2 separate regions of the Lactuca sativa genome follow, and region 2 is linked to region 1. A link is a contact called in public Hi-C data. All regions are on one chromosome and are shown on one strand. The core of a region is the stretch at or near the end of the contact, and the rest is flanking DNA. Distances in the headings are between cores, read along the strand shown.

Region 1 (3,533 bases), core at 539-3,038:
CAAGTTACAGAATAATAAAAAGAAATTTATTTTACCAACAGCAACTAAACTATCAATCCCTGCTCCTTGAAGAAATGAATGAAGATTTGTAGCAAAGAAGGCACTAAACCTTGTCTTTACCACTTTATAATCTCCTTCTTTGATAATAAGACCATCAACAAGCTCTGCCCCTTTGCTCCCTTTTGAAGTAGGCTTTGCTTTTCCATCACCATATAAATGCCTTCTGAACACCTCAACATCTCTTCCCATTGGGTCATGCTCCCTTACAACCTACATTAAGTCATTCTGTAGAGATTAAGTCAAAAAAAAAAAACAACCAGATTAAGTGTTTAACACATAAGCTCATTAACTCAAAGAAACAACCCCTTTTAAAAAGAATGAGAAAAATGATATATTTATATAGAAAAGTACCCAAACAACAAGGAAGCCTTGTTGTCTAGCAACCTCAACTGCCTTAACAACATTAGGAACTATAGCAAGGCCACCATCAACACGCAATGGCGCATCCTCCAACACAAAATCATTCTAGAATGAAGAAAAAAAAACATTGTTAAAAAAATGTAAATTGTAATTATCAAACACAAATGCATAAAGAAGCATGTGTGTGTGTGTGAGAGAGTTAGAGTGAAAGGAGAAAAGGATACCTGCATATCGATTACAAGAAGAGCTGTATTGTTGCGAGTAGTAGTGGATTTAGAAGGACTTGATTGAATTTGATACCCATTCTTGACAAAATTGTTTTTGTTCTGAATGGCAACAGCAATAGAGTCATCTTGTTTCATAAACTCTTCACATTTCTTAAGTGCTTTATTGTGTAAGCTGTTAGCACTACCCATATGAAGACTAAGTCTCTCAGTTTTATTCCAACTATTAAATCCTTCTGTCACAAAAGTATCACATCCACCTTGTTTTGAAACATGGTCTTTAAACAGGTAACAACACAAGCAAAAGGCTTTATCTACTTTCACACTGTACTCCAACCAATCACTAAATTGATTAAACCAAGCTGGATTGAAACGTCTTTTCTTGTTTCCTATTATTCTCCATGGAAATGTATGTCCACGTGGTTGACAAGGTCCTTTAATTAGATATTGTTTTCTTATCTCGTCTCTTTGATCAGGGTGATACTCTGAAATTCTTTTTCTCTCAGATGGATCCCATGGCAGATCATTCAAATCAGCTTCAGTTAGCATCGTAGGGGAAGAGCTAGGAGGAGGGATATCATTGGACTCATTTACACTTGAAGATGTTCCAGTTCCTGATGCTTTCCTTTTCATTTTTTCACTAGCAAATTAATTGATCAATTAGCTTGTAATTGTTCACAATTAACGATCAACAATGAACAACTAACTTAAACCATAATTCTCTAAAAATTAAATTTAGATTTTCAACAAACCCTATCAAAATGAGTACTACTAGCGATTAACAATTAACGATGAACAACCCTAACTAAAATATTCTCCCAGTCCCATTAACAAAGCTTAACAAAATATTCACTAATAACAACTGATAATTACCAGAAGTACTATAACAGTAAGCAACATAAACAATTCATGAAATGCTCAAGCCGAACTAGCGAAATAGCGAAATGAAAAAGAAAAGAAATAACAAGTCAAACCTCAAGACTCAAGCAACAGCAGGGCGGTGGCGGTGGCGGTGGCCGGACAGCGGCGACAAAGTTTGTGAGAGCACAAATTTCTATTTTAGATTTTGGGGATAAGAGGGATGGTTCCCAGATTCTGGGCAAGTTGATAAGCTCAAGTGACTCACTTCTCCTCTTTTGTGTTGGCTTTGACTCTTATGTTTGACCAAACTATTATTGCAACTTTATGGATGCAAACTGTGATATTCATTTTTAAGTTTTAATCAGTAATTTAAACTTTTATCATAAGATAGTGATATCAAAAAAATATCATAAAATGCAAAATTTAAAGTAAAATGCTCAGGAACTAATAGCATGGATGAAATGGCATATCTAACTTATTGTTAGCGATATTTTAGAGCTATATGTCATCGAGTTAGCTTATCAATTAGTTTATCATTGATTGACTAGCTTTTGAGATCCTTGGCAATTTAACTCAAAAGTTTCTTCTTCACCCGGTTCCCGAGTTCAACTTAACGAGAGAAATGAAAGAAAATGAGTAGAAATGAGAAGAAAATAAAAGAGATTGATGTTCCCGAGTTTCATTAAAGGAGGGAAGTAGAAGGAAGTGGAGGGAATTGGGATGATCACTTTCTCTCCTAACTTTCTTTCCGATTTGGGAGGATTTAGAAAGAAATAACAAAATGATTCATTTTACTTCCACTTCTCTCCAACTCGGGAACACGAAAGAAAATTTTGTTTTCTTTTCCTTTTGCTTCTTTTCTCTCGTGACTTTCTTTTCTTTTCTCTTCTTTTCTTTTGTTAAACTCGGGAACGATGCGTAAAGGAATGGGGGAGGGAAAAAGGGGTGGTATGTCAAACATATATAACTTTAATCGATGATACAATCATATATGTTTCTTGCTATCATTAATATAGTAGCATCCACTACTAAAACTAAGTGATCAAACAACTATTTTCCGTATAGAGTTCACACAACGTTCAAATTGTACAAGTATTTATCATAACATTTATAAGACTATGTGTTACGGTCAAATTTCATCTTTTATTTTTTATTATCACGTTAGTGTCACATCACTCTATTTCATCTTTCATTTTATTTTTCAAAACATGTTATACTTTATATTTTAGGGTTTTTGTCATCAAACCCATTACAAAGACTTGCTTTTTAGTTTTAAATGGTCCCAAGAAGTATTTTGGTTATCAGAAGCCTCCTACTTTATCGATCGTTTCACTTTAGTTACCACCGTTTTTGTTTTTCTTCGGGGGGAACAAAAGCATGACCATCGTCCATTTATATGTTGTCGTTGATTACCACTACGACCATCGCCCACCTGTCGATCACCACCACCGCCATTTTAATTTTATCACAGGCTAACCGAAACATAATCAAATTAAACCAAGTTTCTTTTAAATATGGTATCTTCTTCTTTGTGCATGTCTTAATCATACCATGACTAGGACATTCTCTTGTTTCTAATAATATATTGTGCTACAGGAAACATGGTTATTCTTTAATATGTATTGATTATAAGTAGTATTTTTGTTTTTAGGTTATGAATTCCTTAGTTTATATGTAGATGCATTAGGGTATTTTAAATAGACATAAAGCCTTTCATGGCTACTATTGGATTATTGGAACTCTATCCCCATGATGTATGATTTGTTTAGCTTCACATCAATTAGGTGTGTATATGTAGATGGTTTTTATATTTTGGTTATGCATTCCAAGTGTTTGATCTATTGTCGATTAAAAAAATAGAATACCTACTTCCACTTTATTTATTTTATTCTTGACATTAGTAAAAAGATATGTTTATAACTTCAGTTGGAACAACACATGGATGCAAAGGTGGAATTGAGTTTGTTGATAAGGATGGGTGTACGGTGGTTTTTGGGTGGTTGTCCAAATAATGGAAGGGGGTGGAGG
Region 2 (3,690 bases), core at 376-2,875, 180 kb after region 1:
TGTTACAGTGGTCACCTAACTTTTTAAAAGTTTAGTGACTAAATGAGCACAATTTTAAAAGTTAGGGGACTAAATGAGCACAAATCCAAAAGTTTAGTGATCACACAAAAAGTTAAGTGACTAAATGAGCACAAATCCAAAAGTTTAATGATCACACAAAAAGTTAAGTGAATAAATGAGCACAAAGCAAAAAATTTGATGACCTTTTAAAACTTAAAAAGAGTTAAGTGACCAAATAAGCACAAAACCAAAAGTTAAGTGACCAAAAATGATCTAAACCCTATATTCTAATTGCTCAAGTTTTAATTTTCTAAAACTAATTTTATGGCAACCAGACTAATAAACACTAGATAGTGTACCTAATCGTGCAATAGTATAGTTGTAGTAAGACTAGGTGTCGAACACAAGGGAAACGATGGTGAATTAATTTACAGTTTTTGATTATAAGTTACACTAAACACACAAAAACAGTAAGAAGGGTTTTATGGAATTAAATATCAAATAAACAATTAAACAACAAATCTCGATAAACTGACTGAAGACAAATCTCTTTAGGTACTTTGGTTTATGCTAGATTTCATCTCAAAACACTGGATAACTACTGAGTGCAATCAATATTTATTCATTATTCACTAATTCCTAATATGACTAGCATCATGATCATACCATTAATCCCTTGATTTGAACACAACTATTAATTTAGTGGTTAAACGATCAAATAGTTCGATTTTATTGTGACCAAGTTTAAGAAGCAAAACTAGTCTGCTGTTGAAAGTTAACTGATAGCTGAAAAAGTAACTAAGAGCCGAAAAAATAATTAATAGCTAATGAAAAATAACGTTTGGTAAAAACTACTTGATAGGCTACTTGAAAAATATAAAATAAAGACATATAAAAATAGTTGTTATAGTTAATTAATAAATGATATATGAGAGAATTTTTAAAAATTCTATAATCCTTCTTAATAAATGAATGTTTTTTTGCCACATGTCAATCTCTCATTAGTTTTGACACTTATCATTTTGTGGTATTTTTGAAAGAAATATTATCCACTTGTCAATTTTTGGTTTGTTTCAATTTTTAAAATTAAAGTCATATGCTTATATATATAAAGTATTAAATATTATATATATGATATTAAATTGCAATAAATACGTTTATTTTTTTTTTATTTTAAAGTTGTACATTAAAAAATATTTTGTGTTTACACTTTAATGTTTAATCTTTTTTAAGTCAACCCGTATAATATACGAGTTTCACACCTAGTTTTTTATATAAATAATTAAATTACATTTCTTTTTAGTGATTAAACTCTACATTAGTTGAAAAGTTATATCGAATAGATTTAAAATAAGAAAACCAACTTATCAATTAGTAATCTAAAAAAGTTAAAAAATAAGTTACACATGACATCAAATATAACCTAAAACGGTGGAGTTAAATGAAAAAAAAAGCTTCTGCAAATTTTCATTGGAGTCATTTGTCAAGTAATTTTGTAAATTTTGAGATATTTGTTAATAAAAATCATATTATTTTTAATGATATTTATAGAAAGAACATTATCCGTATTTTAATTATTTTAGTGAATATACCAAAGATAAAAGGGCAACTCGAATACCGAAGGAGTTTCATTTCTGCACAGGTCTAACAAAGACCCTCCATTCTCCTCCGCTTCCTTTTTGTACCTTCAGTCACTTTCCACCCATTTCCACAATTTCAAACTTTCTTCAATTGATCCTCTCATTTTACAAGATTTTAGTCAACAGTGATGTCTGTGCCACTCGAACATGATTACATAGGGTTATCAGAACCTTCTTCAATGGAAAAAGCATCCGAATCTTCCAATCATTCATCCGAAAGTGACAAGAACAATGCTCTTAACCTCAAAGCCACTGAATTGCGACTAGGATTACCTGGTTTAGGTCAAGATTTGGAGGAAAACGCCTGCAAAAATAGCCCTGTGAAGAACTTCGTGTCAGGAGCTAAAAGAGGGTTTTCTGATGTTAATTTTGATGGTTCTTGCAAATGGGGTTTCAACGGCGGATATGAAGGTGATTCTGTGAAGGGTTCTTGTTCTACTACTTCTGTTCTTTTTGGGATTAATTCCGGTAAAGAGAGTAAACAAACACAGCAACCAAGTCCTCTTCCTCTTGAAGAAAAGAAGAAAGCTTCTGTTACTACTGAAAATGGCAGAAGCAGAACTCCCCCTTCTTCCAAGTAACTTTTAATCCAACCCCTTTTACCATTTACAACTAAAATGTTGAAAATTAAGTAGTTTCTGATTTGTTTTTTTTACTGTATGTTCTTATGCTTTTTTCTTGGTTCATAGAAAGCGACATGTGGTTTTTTAGGGTAACTATTCAAATCAAACCATTTTAGGGTTGTTTTGTATCCTCTTTTTATCAAGTGGGGTTGTTCATCTCGACATTTTTACAGGGTGTTTGCGCATGTGGAATGTTTTCTGGTTTGGATTTATTTATTGATGTTATGTTCTTATGAATGTGTATGAAATGAATTGGTCTTAAAAACAGTTTGTTTGGATTATATAACAGGGCTCAGGTGGTAGGATGGCCACCAATTCGATCTTTTAGGAAGAACACCATGACAGCGAACCTCTCCAAGAATGACGATGCTAATGCTGCAGAAGAGAATTTGGGATGCCTTTATGTGAAGGTTAGCATGGATGGTGCTCCATATTTAAGGAAGGTCGACCTCAAGACTTGCAAAAATTACTCCCAACTTTCAAAGGCTCTTGAGAAAATGTTTGACCGTTTTACCCTTGGTATACTTTCTCTCTCTCTCTCTCTCTCAAGTGTCTTGTACCTTTTGTGAAGATCCAATTTGTTTTTCATAATGGTAATTCTATGTTGATGTTTAGCTTGTGTTGTGAATTAGGTCAATGTACTTCTAATGGACTACGAGGGCAAGAAGGTCTTTGTGAAAGTAACCTCAAGGATCTTTTACATCACAATGAAAGTGTATTGACTTATGAAGACAAAGATGGTGATTGGATGCTTGTTGGTGATGTCCCTTGGGAGTAAGTTCTTGTTCTTGTTCTTCCTTTAGTTGTCAATTAGCAAAGCTTTTGTAATAGAAACATAGGGTGAAAGTAGTAAAATGGCTCAATAACTTTTGAAAGGGCTCATAGTAGTTTGTTTGTTTGTTTTACAGGATGTTTATAGACTCATGCAAGCGATTAAGGATCATGAAAGGGTCAGAAGCAATTGGGCTAGGTATGTAATATGTTAAGAATTAAAGATTCATTCATTCATATTTGATTTAGAGTATTATTGACCAATTGAATTGGTTGTTGATAATTGCAGCTCCAAGGTCAATGGAGAAGAGCAAGAACCAAATAAGGGGGGTATGACTTATGAGGGACACATGAAGATGAAAAGGGTCTTTTTTATTTTTTATTTTTATTTTTATTTTTTTTTGTGTTTTGGGTTTTCATGGATATGCTTTAATCTTTGTTGTGGGTACAAGTAGTAAGTGGAAAGGAAACATCTTTAGATGTTTGATTTTCCATGCCTACATTTCGAATGTAAATGCTCTGTTTTCCCCCAACTTCTTTTTGCTTAATTTGAATGTAAATATACTCCTTCCTGCTAGTTAGTTATCCTTATCTATGTTTTTAATGTTTTGACCGAAATTTTGACTGATGATTGTTTAGATAAGTAATGATATTAG

What was found. A called contact is a pair of places that touch in the nucleus more often than the background predicts.
Region 2: a contact with region 1 is called in a Hi-C map of leaf, with 4 times the contacts expected there. The contact joins the promoter of LOC111910288 here to the promoter of LOC111910286 in region 1. A contact is called at or near these places in 2 of 4 Hi-C or Micro-C datasets (bud and leaf).

Annotation. Positions count from the first base shown.
Region 1 is chr5:288,129,872-288,133,404 of Lsat_Salinas_v11, forward strand. It overlaps LOC111910286, which reads right to left and starts at 1,789. Exons shown (of 6, transcript XR_002856515.3): 1 at 1,619-1,789; 2 at 645-1,284; 3 at 412-525; 4 at 36-270.
Region 2 is chr5:288,305,989-288,309,678 of Lsat_Salinas_v11, forward strand. It overlaps LOC111910288 (auxin-responsive protein IAA27), which reads left to right and starts at 1,626. Exons shown (of 5, transcript XM_023906101.3): 1 at 1,626-2,217; 2 at 2,553-2,782; 3 at 2,896-3,037; 4 at 3,172-3,233; 5 at 3,324-3,611. The coding sequence starts at 1,769. The coding sequence ends at 3,370.